3 separate regions of the Sus scrofa genome follow, and regions 1 and 2 are each linked to region 3. Evidence: chromatin contacts called from public HiChIP or PLAC-seq data. All regions are on one chromosome and are shown on one strand. The core of a region is the stretch at or near the end of the contact, and the rest is flanking DNA. Distances in the headings are between cores, read along the strand shown.

The links. HiChIP or PLAC-seq counts read pairs in DNA pulled down with a chosen protein or histone mark.
Region 1: a contact with region 3 is called in an H3K27ac HiChIP or PLAC-seq map of alveolar macrophages. The contact joins the promoter of NOP16 here to the promoter of RNF44 in region 3. A contact is called at or near these places in 1 of 5 promoter capture datasets (liver), 3 of 47 Hi-C or Micro-C datasets (blood, liver and skeletal muscle) and 2 of 2 datasets of contacts at active chromatin or transcription factors (alveolar macrophages and skeletal muscle).
Region 2: a contact with region 3 is called in an H3K27ac HiChIP or PLAC-seq map of alveolar macrophages. The contact joins the promoter of FAF2 here to the promoter of RNF44 in region 3. A contact is called at or near these places in 4 of 5 promoter capture datasets (fetal liver, fetal skeletal muscle and liver), 14 of 47 Hi-C or Micro-C datasets (alveolar macrophages, blood, fetal heart ventricle and 7 more) and 2 of 2 datasets of contacts at active chromatin or transcription factors (alveolar macrophages and skeletal muscle).

The regions. Positions count from the first base shown.
Region 1 is chr2:81,486,932-81,489,928 of Sscrofa11.1, reverse strand. It overlaps NOP16 (nucleolar protein 16), which reads right to left and starts at 1,738. Exons shown (of 5, transcript XM_013994885.2): 1 at 1,532-1,738; 2 at 1,334-1,442; 3 at 159-228. The coding sequence starts at 1,638. It overlaps HIGD2A (HIG1 hypoxia inducible domain family member 2A), which reads left to right and starts at 1,890. Exons shown (of 2, transcript NM_001097469.1): 1 at 1,890-2,072; 2 at 2,638-2,997. The coding sequence starts at 1,919. The coding sequence ends at 2,804.
Region 2 is chr2:81,452,675-81,455,661 of Sscrofa11.1, reverse strand. It overlaps FAF2 (FAS-associated factor 2), which reads left to right and starts at 1,390. Exons shown (of 11, transcript XM_003123660.4): 1 at 1,390-1,516. The coding sequence starts at 1,454.
Region 3 is chr2:81,370,956-81,373,796 of Sscrofa11.1, reverse strand. RNF44 (RING finger protein 44) reads right to left here and starts at 1,370. Exons shown (of 11, transcript XM_013994879.2): 1 at 1,331-1,370.

The DNA of each region.
Region 1 (2,997 bases), core at 489-2,988, 120 kb before region 3:
GAAAATGTCTCAGCAGGGACACAGTCCTAACTCTGTGACCAACTCACTTCTTCCCTTTGAACCTCAGTTTCTCCATCTGTAAAATGAGAACATCAGAGGGTCTTTTCCAGCCCTGATTGCGCAGGATGGTGACCGAAAGGGATGTGGCCCACACCCACCATTGAGCACATAAGGCTTCCTCACAAGCTCCTTAGGCCTCTCCTCTCTGTCCACCTCCATGGCTTTTACCTGCAGAGAACAGAGACTGTGAGACCAGTAGACAAAAGAAAAGATCTTGGATGAAGGAAAAAATCTAAAGGCTCCTGCCCTCCCATAAGAATCCCTCCACAAGGCCAGGCAGGAAGAGATGACAAGAAGAACCAATGCCCTGAAGCTTCATGGTTCCCAAGATGATCAAGCAAGCAATTCATCTTTCTGTCCATATCTATGAAACAGGTATAATACCCCTTTGCCTGCCTCACTTCACTTATGATTATCAAATGAAACAATGCACATGAAAGCACTTTATACTTTATGATGAAGGAGGGATATCAGATATCTTCTCTATGGGGAGGAAAAAGCTGAGAGTGCTTGGCTATAGCTTCTTATTTGTTCAAGAAACACTGGTGCTGTTTTCCTCTGGCATGAAAGCAAAAAAAAGAAACCTACCTGAAGGCAATGGGATAAATTCAATCAGCAAGCCCATTCACTGGGTTAACTATTTATTGAGCACTACTCACATCCTAGTCACCACTGGGGATTTAGTAAGGAATGCACTACAAAGTCCTTGTCCTCAAGGAGATTATGTTGGGGGAACACTGATGATAAACAGATAAACACATAATATAATATACCATCAGGTCTTCACAAATGCCAATGAATTAAAATAAAGCAGGGAAGAAGTTACTGAGTGAAAAGGGATACTATTTTTGAGAGTGGTCCAGAAAACGACTTACTCAGAAGAAACTAACCCTAGGGAAGCCTCAGACCAAGAATGACTGGACAACTGGGGAAAAGTGTAAAGAACAGTAAGTAAAGATCCCAAACTCTCTATTAGGAAAGTTAAGGGCAGAAAAAGATAAATTCTGGAAAATACCGTTGAGATGCCTAGGGATCCAAGCAGGTTAATTTCAGAAGAAAGAAGTGAGTGCAGAAGAAAAGAGGAAGCTCCAATCCAGGTCCAATCTCTGCTGGGGAGGGAGTATAAGGGAGGTCGTAAAGGGACCCTCAACTACAGTCAGTACAGGCTGGCTGAATTGGCTAGAGAGAGGTAACGGATAGGATCAGGCTCCGAAACCCAGCTAAGTATGGCGGGGTGCGGGGGGCAAGGGCCGAGACCCTTCCATGTCAGTACCTTTCTCTTAATAAGGGGCACCGCCCTGTTGGGGTCCATAGCCAAACCCATCTCGGCCAGGTTCTGCCGCACCGATTTGGTCTGGTCCCAGGCATGTCGGATGTGGGAGCTACGGGAAAAGAGAGGGCGACAGCGGAAGTGTCATCTCGCCGGCTTCCCCGCCGAAGCCTTTTGCCTCCTGAACCCTAGTCCCCTCACCACTGGATCCGCGGCGCTGCCTTCCGTCGAGCATTTCGGTTCAGACGCTTCCGGTTAACATTGTAACCGAACTTCTGCCTCCGGGTCTTCCCCTTGGCCTTGGGCATCGCGCTGACCACAGAATGGGTAACTCAGACTGTGTGCTTCTCAATCCAAGTACCTCGTGTATCACACTCCTTCCGGCGAGTGTACGCGTAGTACTGCAGGCTTTTTGGGAAATGTAGTCCTCCTCATAGCGATGCATGCCGATTACTACAACTCCCAGAATTCCATGAGCGACGGCACCTGCGTAAAACGCTCAGCAAGCCCTTTTCCCCGCCCCCTTTATGACCTCATCAGGAGGCGGGGCTTAGCGTCCGGATTCTCTCCTTAGCGGTTGCCCAGAACATGGCAACTCCTGGCCCTGCGACCCCGGAGGCACCCTTTGAACCGTCGCACCCCCCAGTCATTGAGGGCTTTAGCCCCACTGTGTACAGCACTTCGGAAAGCTTCAAGGAGAAGTTTATTCGCAAGACCCGCGAGAATCCAATGGTACCCATAGGTAAGTGGGCGCTGTAGGAACTGTAGACCAAGAGGACAGTGATATCGGGGGAATAAAATAGGGGAGCACAGGGAACGCCAAAATGACCGAAATGAGAGTGGACAAGAGATGTAACGAAGGGGCCAGGCACTGAGGGGTGAATGTGATTGGAGCTTGAGCTGGACGGGATTAGTAGGCTGGGATGGGGCCGACTCTATGGACACCCCCTCCACAAACTATAGCCAACCCCTCACACTTCCGCCCCATCCCATTACCTCCTCCCCTCAGCTGCTATTTAAAGACCTTAAAAAAAAAGTCTAAAAAAGGAGTTCCCGGTGAGGCCCGGTGGATTAAGGATCTGGCGTCGTTTCTGCGGCGGCCTGGGTTCGATCCGGCGTTGCCACAGCTGCAGCGTAGGTCGCAGCCGAGGCTGGGATTCAGACTCTGGCCCGGGAACTTACCTATGCCGCGGGTGCGGCCACCAAAGAAAAAAAAAGATTTTGACTTTGGGGGAGGGAGGCCTAAAACTGGACGAGCCCTCCAAGGCCGGACCTGCCACTTCCCCCCTGCTTTGTCCCCTCTTCAGGCTGCCTGGGCACAGCGTCTGCCCTTACCTATGGTCTCTACTGCTTCCACCGGGGTCAGAGCCAGCGCTCCCAGCTCATGATGCGCACCCGAATCGCCGCCCAGGGTTTCACGATAGTAGCCATCTTGGTGGGTCTGGCTGCATCCACCGTGAGATCTCGACCCTGAGGGCAATGGCCTGGCCTTGAAAACTCTGCGGAGATCAGACCCAGCCCCAGGAGCAGCCACCAGTCCTGCCACCGGAATTGTTTCCTCATCTCCCCTGACAGGCCTCTGTATGGGTTGGGGCAGAAGTGGCCAATTGTGTGACTGACAGATGAGATTTTTTCCCAGGAATCTCAGGTTCGGTTCAGTTGTAATG
Region 2 (2,987 bases), core at 141-2,640, 82 kb before region 3:
TGTACTCCTCATGGAACATCAAAGCACTTCTGGTTCTGTCTTACCTGATTCAACACTATGAAGTTGGTGGGGTCAGATTCCACAGATGCAGAGCACAACCCAGCCCAAGAGGCTGAGTGCCTGGCTAGGAGTTAGACAGGTAGTCAGTGGAAAAGTGGTCACCAGACCGTGACCCCTCTGCCCCCCAAGGCCTTTTGGATGGTGAACAGAGAAGGCAAATGGTAGGAGAAAAGAAATGGCAATGAAAATGGGAGCTCTAAAGAGGGCTGGCAGGTTAGAAGTGGCAAGGAAATTGCAGAAGGCAGCAGACATCGAGGGGTGGGGATAGGGCAGTGAAAAGGGTGAGCCACTGCTTCTAAAATGAAGGAGCTGAGGCAGCATATCTGGGGCTGTTGCTGAACCTCATTCCACCAACAGCAAAACGGAGACTGGAAAGGAGGTGGTTTGCCCAGGGACGTCCAACACTCTGCCAAGTGGACACCAGAACCTAGTCTCCTGATCCCATTCTGGGACTTTTTTTTTTTTTTTGCTTTTCAGGGTAGCACCAGCAGCATATCATAAGGAGGTTCTCAGGCTAGGGGTCCAATCGGAGTTACAGCTTCCTACACCACAGCCACAGCAACGCCAGATCCCAAAACGCAGCTCACGGCAACGCAGGACTTCACCCACTGAGCGAGGCCAGGGATCGAACCTGCAACCTCATGGTTCCTAGTCGGATTCATTTCCGCTGAGCCACGATGGGAACTCCAGCTCTTGGACTTTCCCTTCTGTCGGTCACAGGGAAGATGGGCCAGTGGGCAAAGGGACCCGAGAAGGCCTGAGGTACGCAGATGCAGAGGGCAGGAGGTGTGGACTCAAAGCTCTAAGGCTGGCAGCGCCACTAACCATCAAAGACCCGTGTGGCTGAGCCCAAAACAATTTTCACACCTCCCACAGCCTCCGGTTCGAAGGCTGCGTGGGAAATGCCTTCCACCCCCACCATTGTATTCGGGGACTTTTGGAACCTCCCTATAGTTTGTCAGGGGCTTCTGGAAACATGACGGCAGGAATCAAGTATCAAACAGCCGATATTTGCGAACTGCCACAATTTCCTAAGAAACATTGCGGGGCGTGGGGGCAACCGAAAGCTGCCGAGTGGCTTTCGGGACCTCTCGGCTCTCTGCAAGCTATTCCAGAGTCCAAGTCTCTGTTAGGTCTGTTCCTAAGAGCGATTTGTACAGTCTCTCGACAATTTCCGGAACCGTTCGAGATCATCCCGAGAATGGCGCCCTCTGGCGGCAGGAATTGCCAGCATTCTCCGCACCCCCCACCCCGTGGCGGGGCGGGGGTGTGTGCCGGCACGCGCAGACGCAGTTGCGTGCTGGAGGCCGTTCAGACCGGATGTGGTTGCTGCTGAGGTCACTTCCGGCGGGTGACGGTGCGGACGGGTCAGAAGCGTAGAGGCGGCGGCAAAATGGCGGCGCCTGAGGAGCGGGATCTAACCCAGGAGCAGACCGAGAAGCTGCTGCAGTTTCAGGTAGCAGCGAGTACTCGGTACAGCGAATGTCGCCGCGTGCTAGAGAGTGGGTCCCTAGAGGAGCCCAGAACCCTGTTCAGATTGGGCCCGAGATTCTTCTCAGACCAGCAGGCGGCCCCCTCCCCCCCAGACGCCAACTGCCCTGCTGCCCCCGGCCCCCGAGCCTCTTGTCGGTCCCCGGCCTTTCGGGAATGGTTGCAGCCACGCCCGCTTTCCTCATTCTCTTCTCAGAGGGTCAGCTTCCCAGGTTCCCCTTAGCTGAATCCGTCCTTAGCCAGCCTTTTCATCCCGGTTACCGGTCGGACCCTGTTGGCCCAACGACTCTGACGGTACTGAGATGCTTAATCCCCACTGCGGAGTTGGCCTCGCTTCGGGTCTCTGGAAAGCCTCCTACCAGCCTCACATGCCATTTCCACAAACATGTACTCAGGGCCTCTTGGGTGCCAGGTCCTGTGTTGGGAGATCTCCTTAGGGGTGGGGGCAGGCCTGCCCCCCGCCCTAAAGGTGTGGGAGGACACCTCCTAAGGAAATAATGCAGCATTATAAATGTCATCAGTGGCCTCCGAAGGGTTTGTTACCCCTGGCTTATTCCGGGACTCAGTGCTTGACTCTGCTTGAGGAGGGTGGTAAAAGGAATCTGCCTCCCTTTAGTGGATCTTTGGGTTAAGAACTTTTGGCACTGAGCACCTCATCTCTGAGCTGGAGAATCTCGTTGGAGGAGACCTAGGTAACCTTGGCTCTTTATCACCCCGATGGATACTAGTTTCCTTATTTCTAAAATATATATCTTAAAAATGTTTACCCCCTAAGGAAGTTGTGGAGATGCAGTGAGTTTATGGATGTCTGAAGGGCTTTGTACACTGTAACCTGCTCTCAAACAGTATTGCTAATGTTAATCATTATTTAGCTTGGGGTAGAATTAAAGTTAGTGGTACACTTATTTCCTAACACAAAATGTGCTAAATATATTTATTCATTCCACAGTATTTACCAAGACCCTTCCTTCCCAGGCAATAACAATAGGTGGTTAGAATCCCATTTATTTTAAGTACTTTGCTAAAACTTAGCATACATTATAGCACTTAGTCCTACAGTTCTGTGAGATTCACACTGTTAGAATCCCTGTTTTACAAGTGAGGATATGAGGCTTAAGAAGTCACATGCTTAGGTTACACAGCTATTAAGTGGTGGCCTCAGATTTAAAACCAAGTCCATCTTTCTAAGACCTTTCCTGAGCTCTTGAGTGCTCTACAACCTGTGTTAAGTATCATTGTACAACTGAGAGTGAAATGCAGATGCTGTAATATTGTCCTTTCTTTGTTTTTTTTGGCAAGTTCTCTCTTCTGTAATTTCCTTGATTAGATTTCACCGCAGTCAATTTCAAAGAGTTTTTTCTCTTAAATTGAGCAGTGGGTTGGAAATGTATAAATGGGCAACTACTATCATAGAAGTAGTTGGCCTTTGAAGTTTT
Region 3 (2,841 bases), core at 121-2,620:
TTACTGAGCACTTAGTGTGTGGAGCAATGCTGTTCATCTCCTATAGGCTACTGAGGCGGCAGGCATACAACGATGGTTAAAAACAGAGCCTCTGAAGCCAGCCCACTTGAGCTTGGACCCTGGCTCTGCCTTTCAACATCTTGGTGACCTTGAGGAAGTCATCGCCTCTGTGAGTCTGCCCAGGTGTAAAATGGGAGTGACTGTACCTACCTCAGTGAGTCATTAGTGGCTCTGACTGTGTGTGAACCTTCTGTGGTACCTGCCTAACTTTCTGGGTCAGGGTCTGAACTTGAATGCTTGAGGTTTGAGGGTATGGCATTGGGAGGGGCTCCCATATCTGACTCCCTCCCCTGTGTAGGTCTCACCACTGGATCTCAGAGGGTCTGCAGAGGAAGGAGCAGGTACTGTCACATCATCCAAAGATGAAAATCGGGGGCTGCGAGAGTGGGGGAGCCTGGCAAATCCAGAGAGATGAGTCCAATCGAATTCTCCGTTTTCCCTCCATCTTAAGTGTCTTGCCTACTCCAAGGCCAGCTTCCTACGCCCACATCGCCTTCTAGGCCCCCGGCAACATCTCCACTCGGGCTCAAAGGCCCTCAGCTGTGTGACCTTGGCAAGACACAGACCCTCTGGAACGCCCACCTTTCTACACCCTCAAAGTAGTAACGACGCAGCTGGCATGCTGTGGTCTGTTCCTCAGAGGCAGAGCCACTCCGGGGCAGGGTTCGGGTCGCTCTGGATTTCAGGGGCTGGGACATGGAGCACTGGAAAAGTGTTTGGGACAGACGTGACGAGACCAAAGAGCTGCTGCTCTGCCTGGACGCCAGGGCCCCAGCCGAAGCCGAAACCCGCCAGCGGATGTGAGAGGGGCATGCGCGGGACGCAGGGCACGCTGGGAGTTGCTGTTCCCAGGCGCTCCGCATACTGGGGCACTTGGACCTGGCGGGCGAAGGGGCTCTGGCGCCAGGTTCGGAGACAACGAGCTGTGGCCCTGCGGAGGCAGGCAGCGGCCTCACTGGAAGTCCCTGCGCTACCCTGCCAGCCCGCGGCCGCCCCCTATCGCTCCGTCCTCGCTGGCCCCGCGCCTGGGGAGCACGGCGTAGGGTTCAGGCCGGGGGTTACCTGGGGCCGCGACGGGGCTCCACCCCCACCGAGCGGCCGGCGCGTCGCTCCCGCTGCAGCCGGGGGTCCCGGTCCCGCTACGGCTCGAACGCCGCCGGCCGCGGCAGCCCCTCAGGCCTCACAGGCCCCACACAGTGGAACCGTCCACGGACTTCTTCACCTGGGCGCGCGCGCCCGCGCGCGCGCGGAGCCCACACCAGCTGCGTACCTTTACCCTCGCTCCCGCGCGCGCGTGTGGAAGTACCTGGACTACACCAAACGCGCGGGAGCGGAGGGTGGGAGGAGGCGGGGCGTGATTCGGCCACGCCCATTCGGTGTCCAGCCGCAAAGGGCGCGCAAGGACGAAGCGTCCAGGGCCTGACAGACCAGCTTCCACCTTATTACCCGTGTGACCTTGGATGTGTGACTAAATAGGAAAGATAATAATGACTCCGTGGCCGTTTAAAGAACCTTCGCTTCGCGGACAGTTTTTTCTGCTCCCCCAAGCCTCGGAATTTTGTGGGTTAGTCAGGTATCGATATACAAAGAGCAAAGACTGGGGCCCGCAAAGCTTGGTTTCTCACTATGAATCATTCTCTGAGCTTCAGTTTCCTCGGTCTGTGAAATGGAAGCGATAATACCGCCTTCCAGAGGTAGGGAGACTCTAGTGACAAAAGAACGCCTATATCCATCGCTAGAGCCTGGACCACAGCCGATACTTGTTCAGGCCAGGCATCCGCAGTCCCAGAGGGGATCCCAGCAGCCTGCATCCGTGGGTATAATTAGCCCGAGAGGACTACGACTCCCAGCGCGCCCCACTCCCGCAGGGTCTTGCCGGGAATTGTAGTCTCTGCATGTCTTGACTCTCAGAGGCTGGCGCCAGGAGGACCCTTTTTCTCAACCTAGAACTTGGCACTTCTGAGGAGGGCTGTTTTAAGCCCGCTGCCTCGAAGCCGACTTATTTTTTAAAGTTTATATTTGTTGAGCTCTTCCCATGTGCTAAGCAATGTTCTAAGTGCTTAACATAAATTAACTTAGTTGTTACCTTAATGTCCAGCAACCCAGTGAAGAAATATTTTTATTGTCCCTCTTTTGTAGATTTGAACCCTGAAGCATAGCGAGCTGAAAGGATTTTGCTAGGAAGTGACAGGGCCCAGGATTTCTTCTCAGGTCCGATATCCAGAGCCTGCTTTCTGCCTCACTCTGGCTCATCCTTTAAATAAATGGTTTTGTTTTGTTTTGTTTTCTCTTTCTTTTTAAAATAGGAACTACATTAAAGCCTAATTCAGGATGTACTTTGTAACTGTACAGTAAAATGCAAAAGTCTCATGCGTATAGCTTAGTGCAGTCTTCATAAATGTATACCTCTGTATTAACAAAAATCCAGTCAAGATCTAGAATATTTTCAGTCACTCCAGAAAGTTCCTTCTTGGCCCCTCCAAATCAGCTTCCTCCGGATGTTAACTGTTGATCTGGTTCCTATCACTGTAGATTTGTTTTCTGTGCTTAGAACTTCGTGTCAATGGAATGGCTGGCTGTATAAATTCTGTCTTCTTTCCTTCTGCATCAAGTTTTTGAGATCCAATCTGTTGCATTTGTCTGTCCTCCCCACCCCCAACTTTATTGCAATCTAATTTACATATAACATTATGTAAGTTTAAGGTATACAGTATTGTTCAATACATGTATGTATTGTAAAATGTTTCCCAAAATAAGATTAGTTAACATCCTTCACCTACA